Regions from separate parts of the Sus scrofa genome. Here region 1 is linked to region 2. A link is a contact called in public Hi-C data. All regions are on one chromosome and are shown on one strand. Each heading gives the region's core, a stretch centred on a gene start, on an enhancer-like site or on the middle of the called end of the contact. The rest is flanking DNA. Distances are from core to core; before and after follow the strand shown. Region 1 holds the start of TSSC4 (a long non-coding RNA gene). Region 2 has its middle 18 kb from the start of TH.

Region 1 (6,238 bases), core at 2,122-4,621, 120 kb after region 2:
CATCCTGCAGAGCCCGGCCCTCGGGGGTGCTGAGCACCCTGGCATCTGGATGCCAGGGCCGAGTCCTAGACTCTGCTTCTTGGCTCCAAGGGGCTCACCCCCTTCGGGACACGGAAGGGGGATACCACCGACCACCCCCGCACACCTGTGCCCCTCGGGCATCGGTCACGCGTGTGGAAGACGAGCCCGGCCGTCTGGGGCCTGCTCTGACCGCACCCCCCCGCCCCCAGTTCTTCACCTGCCTCGTGATCCTCTTTGCCTGTGAGGTGGCCGCCGGCATCTGGGGTTTCGTCAACAAGGACCAGGTGAGCCAGTGTCCGCAGGGAGGGACAGGGACGCTGGAGGAGGAGGGGCTCAGGTTGGGGGGGGCTTTGGGGGCTCCTCCGGGCAGGAGGGCACGGAGGGCTTTCTGGTGGAGGCAGCCCGGGAGCCGTCCCGGCTCGGGGGCGGGCAGGTTTGTCTCGGAACAGATGCCTTCCGGGAGACCCAGGGGAACCTACCTCCCTGGGGGACAGTCCCGGCATGCGGTGACCCCTCCCTCCCCAGATCGCCAAGGACGTGAAGCAGTTCTACGACCAGGCCTTGCAGCAGGCCATAGTGGACGACGACGCCAACAACGCCAAGGCCGTGGTGAAGACTTTCCACGAGACGGTGAGGCGGGGAGGGCGTCCGGGAGCTCGGGGCCAGGAGAGGCAGGGGCAGGCCCAGGGCGGGCATCCAGGAGGGCCGGGGGACCCGGGAGGGGCAGGGGCTGGGGGCCCTTGTTCTCTCGGTGAGACCTCAGCGAGCAGCCGGAGGGGCCTCGGGACCTGGAGGTCCCCAGTGGGCACTAGATGGGCTGGGCCGGCCGGTGCACAGGGGTCTCTGAGCAGCGCAGCTGGGGAGGAGCTGGGGTGGGAGTGGGGCCCCTGGGCCCAGGTCTTCCCCGGAGAGGACTCTTCCCAGCCCCCAGGCCAGGCCAGGCGGCGGCTGCCGGCTGCGGGCTCAGGGCTGATGGCCGGCGCCCTGCGTCTCTGCAGCTCAACTGCTGCGGCTCCAACACGCTGACCACGCTGACCACCTCTGTGCTCAAGAACAGCCTGTGCCCCTCGGGTGGCAACATCATCAGCAACTTGATGAAGGTACGGGGTGCTGGGGGCGGGGGGGTGGCACCTGCGGGCCATCGGGCTGCCATCCCCAGTGGGTCCTGGGTGGTGGCAGGGCCTTTCAGGGCGCCCGCTGGCAAGGACTGGGGGGCAGCGTGGGTGGAGTCGGGACTGCTCTGCTGCCGCCGGCCATCGGGGAGGTGAGTCTCTGGCCCAGGTTCCTGGTGAGGGAGTTCCCCAAACTGCACGGAGGGCGCCCCGACCGCCTGCGCCCGCCCTGTCCCTGTGCACTTCGCCATCTCTGGGCGCCAGAGGGCACACACTCGCCATCTCCCTGTTCGCGTAAAGGGACGTGAGTCAAAACCCGGGGCAGGCCAGGTCCTGTTCACACGTCTTCTGAGGGGCCTGGGCCCCTCTGTCTCTTGCTGCAATGGCCCTGGGCCGGGGCACGGCCGGGGGCCTGAGGTCGGGCGCCGCTGACGGCGCGCTGCCCCCCCAGGAGGACTGCCACAGCAAGATTGACGAGCTCTTCTCGGGGAAGCTGTACCTCATTGGCATCGCAGCCATTGTGGTCGCTGTGATCATGGTGAGTGGCGGGCGGGCGGGCACCTGCCCGGGGCCCCGCGGGTCTCCAGGTGCTGACCGGCCTGCCGCCCCCCCCGCCAGATCTTCGAGATGATCCTGAGCATGGTACTGTGCTGTGGCATCCGGAACAGCTCGGTGTACTGAGGCCCCGGCCACCGAGGCCGCAGGGGGGCCGCCGCCCCCCGCGGTGCCCCCAGAGTGACCGGATACTTCTGAGAAGGGCGGTCAGCACCTGTGTATATAACTTCCTGATATCACCGCTACACTGATCAGCCTTTACTTTTGAGGTCTTGTTCCTGTCCTCAAGCTCCCTGTTACTTTTGGGGCCGCCGTCACCCGTAGGTGGCATGTGAGTGGGCCGTGGGGACTCTAGGGCAGGGGCCCCCTCTGCTTCCGGGGCTGCTTGGGGCCTCTGCCTGCTCAGCCAGGCCTCTCCCGGGGGCCACGAGGGCCCTACGGCCCAGCTGCGTCCTCCCACCCAGCCGACCCCGTGGGCTGCGCGCTCGCCCAGCCCTTTTTAATCCTTGTTTCTTTCCGGCCGCCTGTCCTGAGAGCCGGGTCTCCGAGCAGCCTTACGCCTCTGATGCACCTCTCCTTTCTAACGCGTCACTTTCGACTGTAATTACATCCTCAAAGTCATTCAATAAAGAAAGAAGAAACAGGCATGCTAACCAACTGTCCGGCTCCTTCCTATGCCCGCGACGTTTGAGACGGGCCCCGGGGTGGCGCTCAGGCTCTTCAGACACGGCTGGGCCGGGGGTGTGCTGCCAACCCTGTTGGTGGGTGTGGATGGGGCTGCGGGGAGACTCCGTGGCGGGCACGCCCCTCTGTTGGGCCTTGTGTGGCCTGCAGCCGCCTCCACTCCTCCCTCACTCCCACCGCCATTCCTCGGGCAGCGCTGCCCAGCGGGGGTGCCGCGGGCTGGTGGGGTAGCCCTGCCAGACTGCTCCCTCCTGAGGGCCTCTCCTCTGACTGGTTGCTTGTGAGGAGCTCGGTGGCCCCATCTTGCAGGGCTGGTGGGGGAGCCCACTGGCCCACCACTGGACCGCGTCCCGGCCACCTCTTGGGTAGGGCACTGCCCGCACTGGGAATGCTGGGTGATGTCACCATGAGCTGCCTGCTGGTCCCGACCTCTTGAGGCCACCTGGGGCTCCTTGGGGGCTGCAGTGCAGCCCTGTCCCTCCACAGTCCCCACTGGGGTAGTGGGTTGGAAGAGGCCCTCTCCTTTTCACTTATCGCTGTGCTGCGAGGCCCTGCGGACACCCTGGCCGAGGCTGTCACCACTGTCACCTCTGCAAGCTGCGATGTGACTTAGTTCCTGGGGCGGACTGGACCCTGCATTCCGGGTGAGGCCCTAAGTTGGGGGCTGTCTTAAGGATGAGGTGACCCGATGCTGCAGAATCCCTGGGCCACAGCATGGCCTGAGCCCTGGACAGCGGGGGTGCAGCCCGGCAGGCAAGGCGGGGGAGACGCCGGTGGGGACAGGGCATCCATCGCCTGGGCGCACTGCCGAGGTACGTGCGGCCCGGCTTGCGGGGACTGGGACCGGCCCTCCGCTCCGGGGTAGAAGTGACCAGTCAGGCCATCAGTGGCGGGCCCGCTCCGCCACGGGCACAGCCCGACACCGACTCCTGGGACCTACTACTGCCCGGCCCGCGGCTCCAGCTCAGGACCGGAAGCCGCCGTGAAAGGCGCCAGGCGCGTCGACGCACTTCCGGTGCTCGCGGCTTCCGCTAGGCGGCGCTGCGGCCCCATGAACGCGGCGCTGGCCGTCAGCCCTCGAGCATCCTGGGAGTCCCCGTCTTGCCGCCCGCCTCCCTCCTTCCCTCAGTCAATTCCGGTTTCTTCGCCGCCGTTTCCGGGAGGGAAGGCTAGGGAGAGCGACGCAAAGACGACGTTCCCGAGCGGCTTCGGGCCAAGCGTCCCAGTGCCTTGTGGGAGATGTAGTTCTTTCGGCGCGGAAGCCGCGGCGCTCGGCCGGCGGAGGACTCCGTTTCCCAGAGGGCCGAGCGCCACGCAAAGATGGAGGCAGCGGGGCCGCGATGAACCGGTAGGTTTGTGGCGGCGAGAAGAGCGTTGCCGGCCGGCCGGGCCTCGCGGCGCCGCAGTCCGCAGGCTGCTGCCCCGAGCAGGGAGACCCGCGAGACGCTGGCCCACCCCCCCGACTTGGCCCTAGGAGTCAGGCCCCCGATTCGGAGAGGTCCCTGGGCACGTGGAGCGAAGTCAAGGCTCTGCTTCCGAGGGGAGGGAGGACCGCCCGGACGCCAGGGGGCCTGCGCCCAGGGACCGACCTGCCCAGACCCCGGCCCTGAGAAAGCCCCTCCGAGCACCCAGGCCAGCCTGGACTCAGCTCTGCCCTCCGTGGAGCTCAGGAAGTTGTCCGAGAACTCCAAGCAGCAGCCCCCGCGTTCCGAGGGCGCCCGCCCCCCGCCCCGGCGTGCCCCACTGACCACGGGGTCCCCGCGACTCCCCGGGACAGGAGTGCACGTTTAGGAGGTTGGAGTCTGGTTGCAACTCCGGCTTTGCCTGCAGTGTACTGCCTCGCGGGCCCGTTACCTCTCCGCTCTGGTTCCCCCAGATCTAAAGCGGACACCATTGGCGTTTGCTTCGTGTACCCTTGCTCTCCTGGAGCAGTTTCTTCACCCCGGGAGTCATGCATGGCCCGGAGGAATGGAGGTCTCGCCTGTGTTTGATCTGGTACCGGGTGCTCAGAGCCCCTCCTTGCCGGCCTGGCCTGGTCCTCGGTGGGTGAAGGAGCAGCGGGTCACCCTGGGTGAGGGGGGCTTGGGTGGGGAGAGGGGCTTAGTGGATGGATGGCAGAGGGTGAGGATGGGCTGCTCTCGCAGCCTGGAAACAAGCTTCAAGGTGTTGGGTGACCCTCGACTACTAAACAGGTGTTGGCGGCACTTTTCTGCTCGGTTGGGAACATGAGAGGTGTGCAGGAGTACAGAAGTGGCACAGGAGGGGGCTCCCGGGGCTGCAGGGGCTGGCCTCTGCCGAGCTAGGCCACTCCAGGTCATCACCAACCTTCCAGCTTCCTGACAGCTTGACGCTCAGATGCCAGGGACTTGGCGGCAGACCCCTGCAGCACTCCCATGGCACCTTCCAGCTGTCAGGAGCAGGCAGATGGGGAGCTCTAAGTGCCACCCGCCGTGCTGAGCGGTTGGTAGGCCACCCAGCTTGGCAGAGAGCGGTGTCTTGGCCCTGAGTTCAAGCCCTAGCTACCTACTTACTACCAAAACCACCCCCAGCAGGCCCCCTAGTGGATCTAGTTAGACTGGGCTCTGGAGGATTGACCGGCTCCTGGGCCTGGCTGTGTCCGGGCCTCCATAAACCCAAGCCCACTCCCGGGGTGGTGGCGTCCCTTGTGCGTGTTCGCTGTCTGGTCTGATGGTTGGTCTCCCTTCCTGCCCTCAGCCAGCTGCACTTGAGCCACTGAGCAGAGCTGAGCCCGGCGGGGGCACGGGGGGCTTTGCCACCAACAACCTTTGCCAGGCCCCAGCTCTCCAGCACGCAGGTGTCTGCGCCAGCCCCCAGCAGCCCTAGCAGGTAAGAGGAGGGTAAGAGCTGGGGACACCGTTTCTGCACCCCCTGCCCGGGGTGGTGGGTCTGCAGGAGGGACCGGGTCTGAGCCCGTGCTGTCCTGAGCCGGGCCTCGGGGCTGTCTTGGTCCAGGTGTGGCAAGGCCTCTGGACGCATGGCTGAGGCGGGGGCAGCCTTGGAGGTCGACGCCCTGCCTTCTGACACCGTCTCCCTCAGTGACTCGGACTCGGACCTTAGCCTGCCCGACACTGCTGAGGTGGAAGCTCTGTCCCCGGGGGGGCTGCCTGGGGGGGACCCGGAGGACTCGGGCCCTGAGGAGCCCCCCGAGCCCCCCCGGGCCCCCCCGGCGCCGTGGTGCAGCCCTTCCACCTGAGAGGCACGAGCCCCACCTTCTCCCAGCGCAGCCACGACATCTTCGACCACCTGGAGGGGGCGGCCGGGCGGGCTCTGCCCTCTGCGGCCCCGGCCGGTCCGGGCCACAGTGGGGGCTTCAAGCTGCCGCCCCTACCCTCCAGGCGGCCTCCAGCAGGGGCCCGGGGCAGGGCCACTCAGAGCCCTGCTCCTCCGAGGGCGCCCCCCGTCCCCGACTACGTGGCCCACCCCGAGCGCTGGACCAAGTACAGCCTGGAGGACGTGGCCGAGGCCAGTGAGCAGAGCAACCGGGCCGCCGCCCTGGCCTTCCTGGGCCCCCAGAGCCTGGCTGCCCCCGGCGACTACGTGCCCTCCTTCAACCAGGACCCCTCCAGCTGCGGGGAGGGCCGGGTCGTCTTCACCAAACCGGCCCGCACCAGCGAGGCCCGGCCCGAGAGGAAGAGGGGCCTGAGGAAGGCCGGGGAGCCCGGCAGGGCAGCCCCCGGGAGCCCAGGAACGGCGGGCGGTGGCGACGGCCCCGTGGAGCTGGCCCACCTGGCTGGGCCCGGGAGCCCGGAGGCGGCGGAGGAGGGCAGCGGCCCCCGGGGGGGCCTGGTGGAGGTGGCTGTGCCCGAGGGGCTGGCACCCCCCGGGGCAGCAGCGGGCCCCTCGCC
Region 2 (6,897 bases), core at 3,276-5,775:
GGCAGAGCAGGGCTGCTCCTGTCCCCAGAAGCTGGCACAGCACATGGGGTCTGACAGCCCCACCCCGGGCCTCCCACAGAGGGGCGGGTCCCCCAAACTCCTCCCCCGTCCCACCTCACAGCTCAGCATCTCCACTGCCTGAGGACGAGCCCAACACACGGGCACACACACACATGCACGCACACACATGAATGCACCTGCAAGCACACACTCACACGTAAGCAGGTACACACATGCATGCACACAATGAACACACATGCACGCACACACGCATGCACACACGCACACACACTCAAACACGTACATGCAAGCACATGCTGGTCCTTTGTCCCCGTGGAGGGGAGGATGGAGGCCCAGCCCGTGGGGAGGGCAGGTGGAGTGTTGGGGGGCTGGCTCCAACGCCCTCGCTCAACAGGCACCAACGCTGGACTGAGATAAGCCGGGGCGCTGGCTCCCTTGGGGCCGCTCAGCAGGTTTGACGCCCACCACAGGTGGCACTGCCTCTTTCAGAGGACGGATGTGGCCAGGCCACCCTCACAGCCCCCACCAGTCCCCCCTCAGCTTCAGTGGTGTCCCTGTCACTGTACCGTGGGCCTCCTTTCTCCCAGGGCAAAAGCGAGTTCAGGGGACAGTGGCGCCCCCATAATTACTCACCCCAGGGTGCTGTCCTCTGTGGTGGCCTTGAGGCCAAGGTGCTCCCATGGGGGCCCACAGGGCTGGCAGGGTCACCTCCTGAGAGCACCCAGGGCCAGGGGGTGGCCCAGGCCTGGCCGGTCCCCATCTGGAATGAGGGCCTTGCGCAGAGGCGGTGCACCCCTCTTTACAGCAGCCCCGGGGGAGAGTGACTCCTGCGTCATGGACCTGGGGGCTGACCTGTCACGTGTCTCGCCCAGTTGCACCCCATCCATTTCCGGGTGGAAGGGACAAAGCCATCCTGGTCGTCTCAGAGGACCTCTGGAGCCTCTTGGCCCCAGCAGCCCAGCCCCTCCCGGGCCCGCATCCTCTGCCCACCCAAAATCACCTGTGCCCACAGGGTCCCCTTCTGGGTGTCCAGGGCGACCCAGAACTGCCCCTGCAGACACACCCAGCCCAGGACATGGCCGCCTTGCCGGGCCTGTCTGCCTGGGGCAGCCTGACTGCCACAGACAGGCCGCTTGGAGGACCATCTGCCTGAGCCCCCAAGGCACATCCCACGGGGCCCACACAGCCAGCGCCTGTAGACGATGCCACTTGGGGTGGGGGGAGGGATCGGGGACACAGCTTCAGGGGCTCCCGCCTGGGAAGGAGGGGAGGCCTGGCCGGACCTCCGCCCTTCCATCTGGAGGCCTGGGTGAGCTGGCAGGAGGGCCAGGGTGGTGGGTGGGGCCTGGGGCCTGGGGCAGGGGGCCCGGGCAGACCCGAGGGACCAGCATGTTCTGTGCCCGAACACCCTGGTCCGTTGTGCAGGTGGCTGCCCCGCCATCTCCACGGGGCCCCATGGACCACTCGCCCTCCCCCCATGCCCCTCCCCCACAACCACGGGGGGCTGGAGCCCTGGTGCCCTGGGGGTCTTCGAAGGATGGGCCAAGGCTGCTGGGGCTCCCTGCACCCCACACATTCAGCATCTCCAACATCAGGAACCCCTTCCCTCCGCAGCCCGGGACTTCCTAAGCCTGGGGCTCTGGGTGGAGCCTCCAGCCAAGCGGGCGACCTCACGTCAGTCACAGCCACCAAAGAGGAGCCCGAGCCCTGGCCACTGGCTCCCAGGAGCTCCCACAGGGGAGGCCGCCTGAGCTGAGGTGGGGGCCACCGGGCAGCTCCCCCAGGCCTGGGCTGCTCCCAGGGCTGGCGGCCAGGCCTCAGGGCTGTATAGCATCCAGCTCAGGTGAACTGCCCGGGCCTCCGACCCCACCCGGGCTGGCCGGCCAGCTGGGTGTGACCCCCAGGCCCAGCGCCCCCGGTCCCTTGATGGTCCAGAGGCCGTGGGAGGGCCTCCTCTGAGAGGCTTCTGTCACACGCCCCGGAGGCGGCCCCCCATCACCTGTCCTGGTGCCTGGCCAGGGAGGGTCTCGCTGGGGTCTGTCCCCTGCACCCCCACAACGGCCTCCGCACACCCCCTCCTCCCGCCCTCCCCAGACATCGGCCCCGGCCCCACATGTGCCCTGCACCTGCTGCTCCCCCTGACCCTGATTAGACACAAGAGGCACCCACGCCGTGGACAGGGGCCTCCCACGTGCCAAACAAGCATGGCATCTCAGCTGACTGCCACCTCGGGCCGGCCAGGCCTCTGAGAAGGTGAGAGGTCATCTTTACAAAGCAGCTGGCAAGCAGCTGGACGAACGGGGCGGTCCAATCACTTTCTCATGATTTCATTCATCCAACAAAGATCCCTGGAAGCCCGTTCCGTACCCGGCCCCCTAGGGCTTCTAGAAACACGTGGACTCTGCCCCCGAATTTCATGACCTGTGAGAAATTAAGGGTCTCAGCTCACGGCCCTTTGCTCAGTCAGTACAGAGGGTGAGTCAGGACTTCCTGGTGGCTCAGCAGGTTAAGGATCCGGCGTTGTCACTGCCGTGGCATGGGTTCGATCCCTGGCCCAGGAATGTTTGTATGCTGTGGGTGCCGTCGATGAAAGAGGGAGATTTAATAGCTGGATGGATAATAGACAGATCGATGCATAGGCAGATCCAAAGAGGCAGGAGGGAGGGCTGGAGGGGGGCTGGAGGGGCTGGAGGCTTGTCCACAACGACACTGAGCAGACGGGCCATCACGGTTCTCGGAGCCCGGATTCTGAATTCCCCAGGCGAGGCCCACCTCCAGCTTCCTGAGCTTCCAGCTAGCCTCTTGCAAACAGGCCTAACAGAACCCAACCCCTTCCCAATGCCAACGGGACCCCCAAAGCCCCATCCCCGGGGTCCTCACCGCCAGCTGGCCCCATGACCTGTCAGCCAAGCGAACGGTCAGACCCAGGGGCACTCACCTGCACCTGCACGGCAAGCCCCCGGCGGACCCGCAGGACCCCAGGAGAAGGCTAGACGCTGCCTGCCCGCCGCGCCCACCCCCCACCCCGTCTGCTGGGCCCAGCGGGAAGGCCACTCCCTCCAGGAAGCCTTCTCTCAGCCAGGGGGCCTCCCCGACCCATTCTCCCTGGGGGTTGTTGAGTTCTGGGTTCCGTCCTGGGCCCCCGCAGGCTGTGCCCTAAGCAAGAGGCAGGCTGAGCCCCCACCTGCCCCAGACCTGCATCTACTGGACCTCGCTGGGCAAATGCCCTGCCAGATCCCTCCTTCCAGCCTGTCCAAGGTGGAGAGTGTCGCCCGGGGCACAGGAGCCGGCAGGGCAGAGCCTCCCTCACCTGGCCTGGGCCGCCCGGGCCTCTGGGGAAGGGGTTCTTGGCGGCCACCCTGCTGGGGTGCGGGGTGGGAAGGGCCACGGGGGTGGGGCTGGGCCAGCCCGGGTGGGGGTTGGCAGGATGGTTTCAGCCCCTGCCTAGAGTTGAGCACCCCTCCCCCATCCCCCCCCCAGAGGCTTGCAAACCAGTGTCCTAACCTGCCTGGCTTGTTTGGAAGGAAGGGCTGCCGCGAGCTCAGGTGTGGTTAGCGGAGAGCAGAAGCGTGCAGGAAGCGTGGCTGCGGCACCCGCGTGCGGATGTGTGGGGCCAGCGCACGTGTCCAAGCCATGTGGCTGCCCCGTATGGGCGCAAATGCACATTCTTAGTGCCCAGGTGTGTGCGATGCACGTCGGTGGGTGGGCTCCTACCTCGCCAGGTGCACGCAATTGTCTGATGGGGACCCCGGGCCGAGCAACTGCCCGGCTGGCCCAGGTTTTAGGTCCCAGGGGTCCCCCACCAGCTGGCCCCCCCAAGGGGACAGGGAAGGCCCAGGGGCCTGGGGGAGACTCCACCAGGCACCCTTGCGACCTCTACACTGGGCTTTGGGGTGCCCCCAGGGTGAGCCGGGTCTGGCGTCCCTGCCCGGTGCAGAGGCCCCGCCCTCCTACTGGGTTTCCTGAGGGTCTAGGGGTCCCAGGAAGGGGGGTCTTCTGCAGAGACCGGCGGGCACAGGCCCCAGGCCAGGAGGCGCCTCTGGAGGCCCAGAGTAATTGGGCTGAGGCTCCGCTGGGTTCACCTTGGCCTCCGTGGCCCGCGGTCCCCTTCCCACGCCCACACCCCTGCCTTCTGCAGGCTCCCCTCGGGCTCCACGTCGGACCTCCCGCCTCGGCTCGGCCCCTGTGTGGGCAGCGCTGGCCTCTGCCAGCCACGCTCACCCGGAAACCTCTGTGAGCCTGAATCATAAAGAGGCCGCTGCCTTCCTGATTCTGTGATTTTATAGCAAAATGCCGAGATAAGTCAGCTTTGATTCTGGCTCCGTTTTATGAGGTTATGTCCTTTTCTCTCTCTTTCGGGGGAACAAACGGGTTTATGGCCAGGCTCCCCATCTCCCCATCAGCTGCAGGTGGGGTGGCGGGTGGCCGCCCTGATAAGGGGCCCTGCTCCTCCCAGCCGCCATGGGGACGGGGTGGGCCTGGAGCCTGGCCGGCGGGCTCCTCCTGCCTGGGCCCAGCCTTCCCGTCCCCCTGTGCCAGGCCCAGCAAGGGATGAGGGCAGCCTGGAGGCCGGGTGAACTCCGTGCCTCCCGGGTTCTGCTGTGGGGAGGGGGGGGGTGGCACGGGGCAGGGCCCGGCTTCAAAGGGGCCAGAGGAAGACCGGGCCCCGCCCTGCCAGTCTGGGACATCAAAGAGGCCTGCGGGGTGGAGGAGCATGGAGCCACCCAGCACTCTGTCTCCAGGGGTGTGGCTGGCCAGCCCGGCCCCAGCCTGGGCCCAGAGGAAGGCCCCCTGACGGTGACCCCAGGGCACCCTGGCCCCAGCCCGAGCTCTGCCTCTGGGACCTCACGGGGGCATCTTACAGGTGGGTGCCCGGCCTGGAGGCGGGGTCTTCCCCCACCTGGACGGGGTGGAGAGTGGCCTCCTGGGGGCTGGGACACAACCCCAGGCCACCTCATGACCACCCAATACTGACCCATATTGAGGTGCTTCCGGAAGCCGGGGGAGTTCTTGGCCCAGGATGGTGGCAGTGGGGACCAGGTGGCCCAGCTCAGGTGGTGGGACCGAGCCAGCTCTGTCATCCCCACAGCAAGGCCAGCAGCACCCACAGCTGAGCCCATGCCCAGTCCAGGCTGACCTGCCCTGTCCTCTAGCCCCCGGGGCAGGCGTGAAGGCCGTGAGACTGGCCTGGCTATCACGCTGTCTCTGCTGCCCCCCGTCCAGGTCTGGAACACAGGGAAGGGGCAGTGGGCTGAAAGGGGCAGGAGCCCTGTCTGGAGTGCAGGCTTTGGGGAGACGCTGAGAAGAAGGGGTGAGCTGGCCTGCTTGGGGTGCCGTGCCTGAGGGCCCCCGCCCTGTGGCCCCAGGCCCTCCCCTCCCACGGGTGGCAGGGGGCCAGAACAGGGTCTAGAACCTTATCCTGTCTGCTCCCTCGACTGCCCTGGGACCCATGGGGTCCGAGGACCCGAAATGGCACATTCTTGGGGTCACAGGTGAGGGGGGGCTCTGGGTGCAGCCCTGATGCCCACCCTGCCCCACTGCCCTGTGCAGAGTGCAGGAGGCCTGCGAGCCTTCCCAACTCTGTTCCCAAAATATCTGATGGAATTTCGGGTGGGGGTCGGGTGGCTCCAGAGATTCTAGAGGATTCCGAGGCCAGGCTCCCGGTGTGGGGGCTCCCCTGGGTGGGTGGGTCTTCAGAGAGCTCTCCTCCTACACAGGAGGCCATTGGCGGGGGCATGATGGCAGCTTGGCTCTGTGGGGGGCTGTGGTGACCAGTCACCATGGGTGTCTGGGCCACGCGGCACCTGACCTGGGCTGTCCCAGGGCCAGCCCTCCCCATGAGCCTCCTGCGTCCCCCGGTGCTGGAACTGGGTGTCCAGAGACGGATGAGCTCTGTGACCCGACTACTGCTCCAGCGGGTCTGGGGGCTGGGGTGGTTGTGCCCGTGGGAGCAGACCCGGGGCCAGCATCGAGGAGGGAGCAAGCGGTTGGGGGGCGGTTGGGGGGGGTTCCCCTTTCCCAGCAGAGGCGCCCGAGGCAGACACTGGGCAGGCTTTCCTGGAAGGGGCTGGCAGGAGTCAGGTTCCACCTCCAGGGACACTGGGGCCAAAGGACCAGACCAGGCATTGGGTTTGGGAGAGCCGGGGCGAGGTCACGGGAGAGGGGCCAGGACTGGACCTGTTCACGGCTCCTGCCGCTTTTCCGCATTTAGACTCTGACCTCGGGCCCCTCGTCAGCCCGCTGTGGGCCAGGTGGCCGTCGTGGTGCAGCGGCCACAGCTCACCACTCACCAGCGTGGCTGGGTCTGCTGGTATGTGACCCCTCCTGGGCCCTGCTGGCTCCCCCGGCGAGGTCCGGAAGGCGGAAGAATGGCAAGAGCCCCGGTCCCTCAGGAGAGTAACCTCAGGCAACAGTGCCCATGGACGGCCCGCTGAAGCGTTGGCACCTTGGGGCCAGGGAATCGGGAGAGGTGGACTTTGACGTGGGGGCGGCCATCAGCTCGGCTGCCTTTTTTTTTTTTTTTTTTTTTTTTGGTCTTTTGTCTTTTTAGGGCCGCACCCACAGCGTATGGTGGTTCCCAGGCTAGGGGTCCAATTGGACCTGTAGCTGCCAGCCTTCACCACAGCCATAGCAACACCAGATCCAAGCTGTGTCTGCGACCTACACCACAGCTCGTGGCAACGCCAGATCCTTAACCCACGGAGCAAGGCTGGGGATCGAACCTGTAACCTCGTGGCTCCTCGTCGGATTCGTTAACCACTGCGCCACGACGGGGACCCCCCAGGGCTGGCGTTTCCCTCTGTGTGCACACAGTGGACCTGAGCCAACCAGCAGGGCCTTCACCACCACGGCGCAAGAGTCGGCAGCAAGAGAGCA

What was found. A called contact is a pair of places that touch in the nucleus more often than the background predicts.
Region 1: a contact with region 2 is called in a Hi-C map of omental adipose tissue, with 2.0 times the contacts expected there. The contact joins the promoter of TSSC4 here to the enhancer-like site in region 2. A contact is called at or near these places in 3 of 5 promoter capture datasets (fetal liver, fetal skeletal muscle and liver), 25 of 47 Hi-C or Micro-C datasets (adipose tissue, blood, brain and 12 more) and 1 of 2 datasets of contacts at active chromatin or transcription factors (skeletal muscle).

What each region holds. Positions count from the first base shown.
Region 1 is chr2:1,639,322-1,645,559 of Sscrofa11.1, forward strand. It overlaps TSSC4 (a long non-coding RNA gene), which reads left to right and starts at 3,372. Exons shown (of 4, transcript XR_002341392.1): 1 at 3,372-3,720; 2 at 4,249-4,414; 3 at 5,088-5,219; 4 at 5,346-6,238. It overlaps CD81 (CD81 molecule), which reads left to right. Exons shown (of 8, transcript NM_001078679.1): 4 at 231-305; 5 at 547-651; 6 at 1,020-1,121; 7 at 1,585-1,671; 8 at 1,752-1,814. The coding sequence ends at 1,814.
Region 2 is chr2:1,520,471-1,527,367 of Sscrofa11.1, forward strand. No RefSeq gene overlaps it. Among named protein-coding and RNA genes, the nearest start is that of TH, 18 kb to the left of the region's middle. Within about 2 kb of position 4,526, at least 5 of the 83 cell types and tissues checked have an H3K27ac peak or open chromatin away from gene starts, as enhancers often do. A contact at or near this core is called in omental adipose tissue, where this site is marked.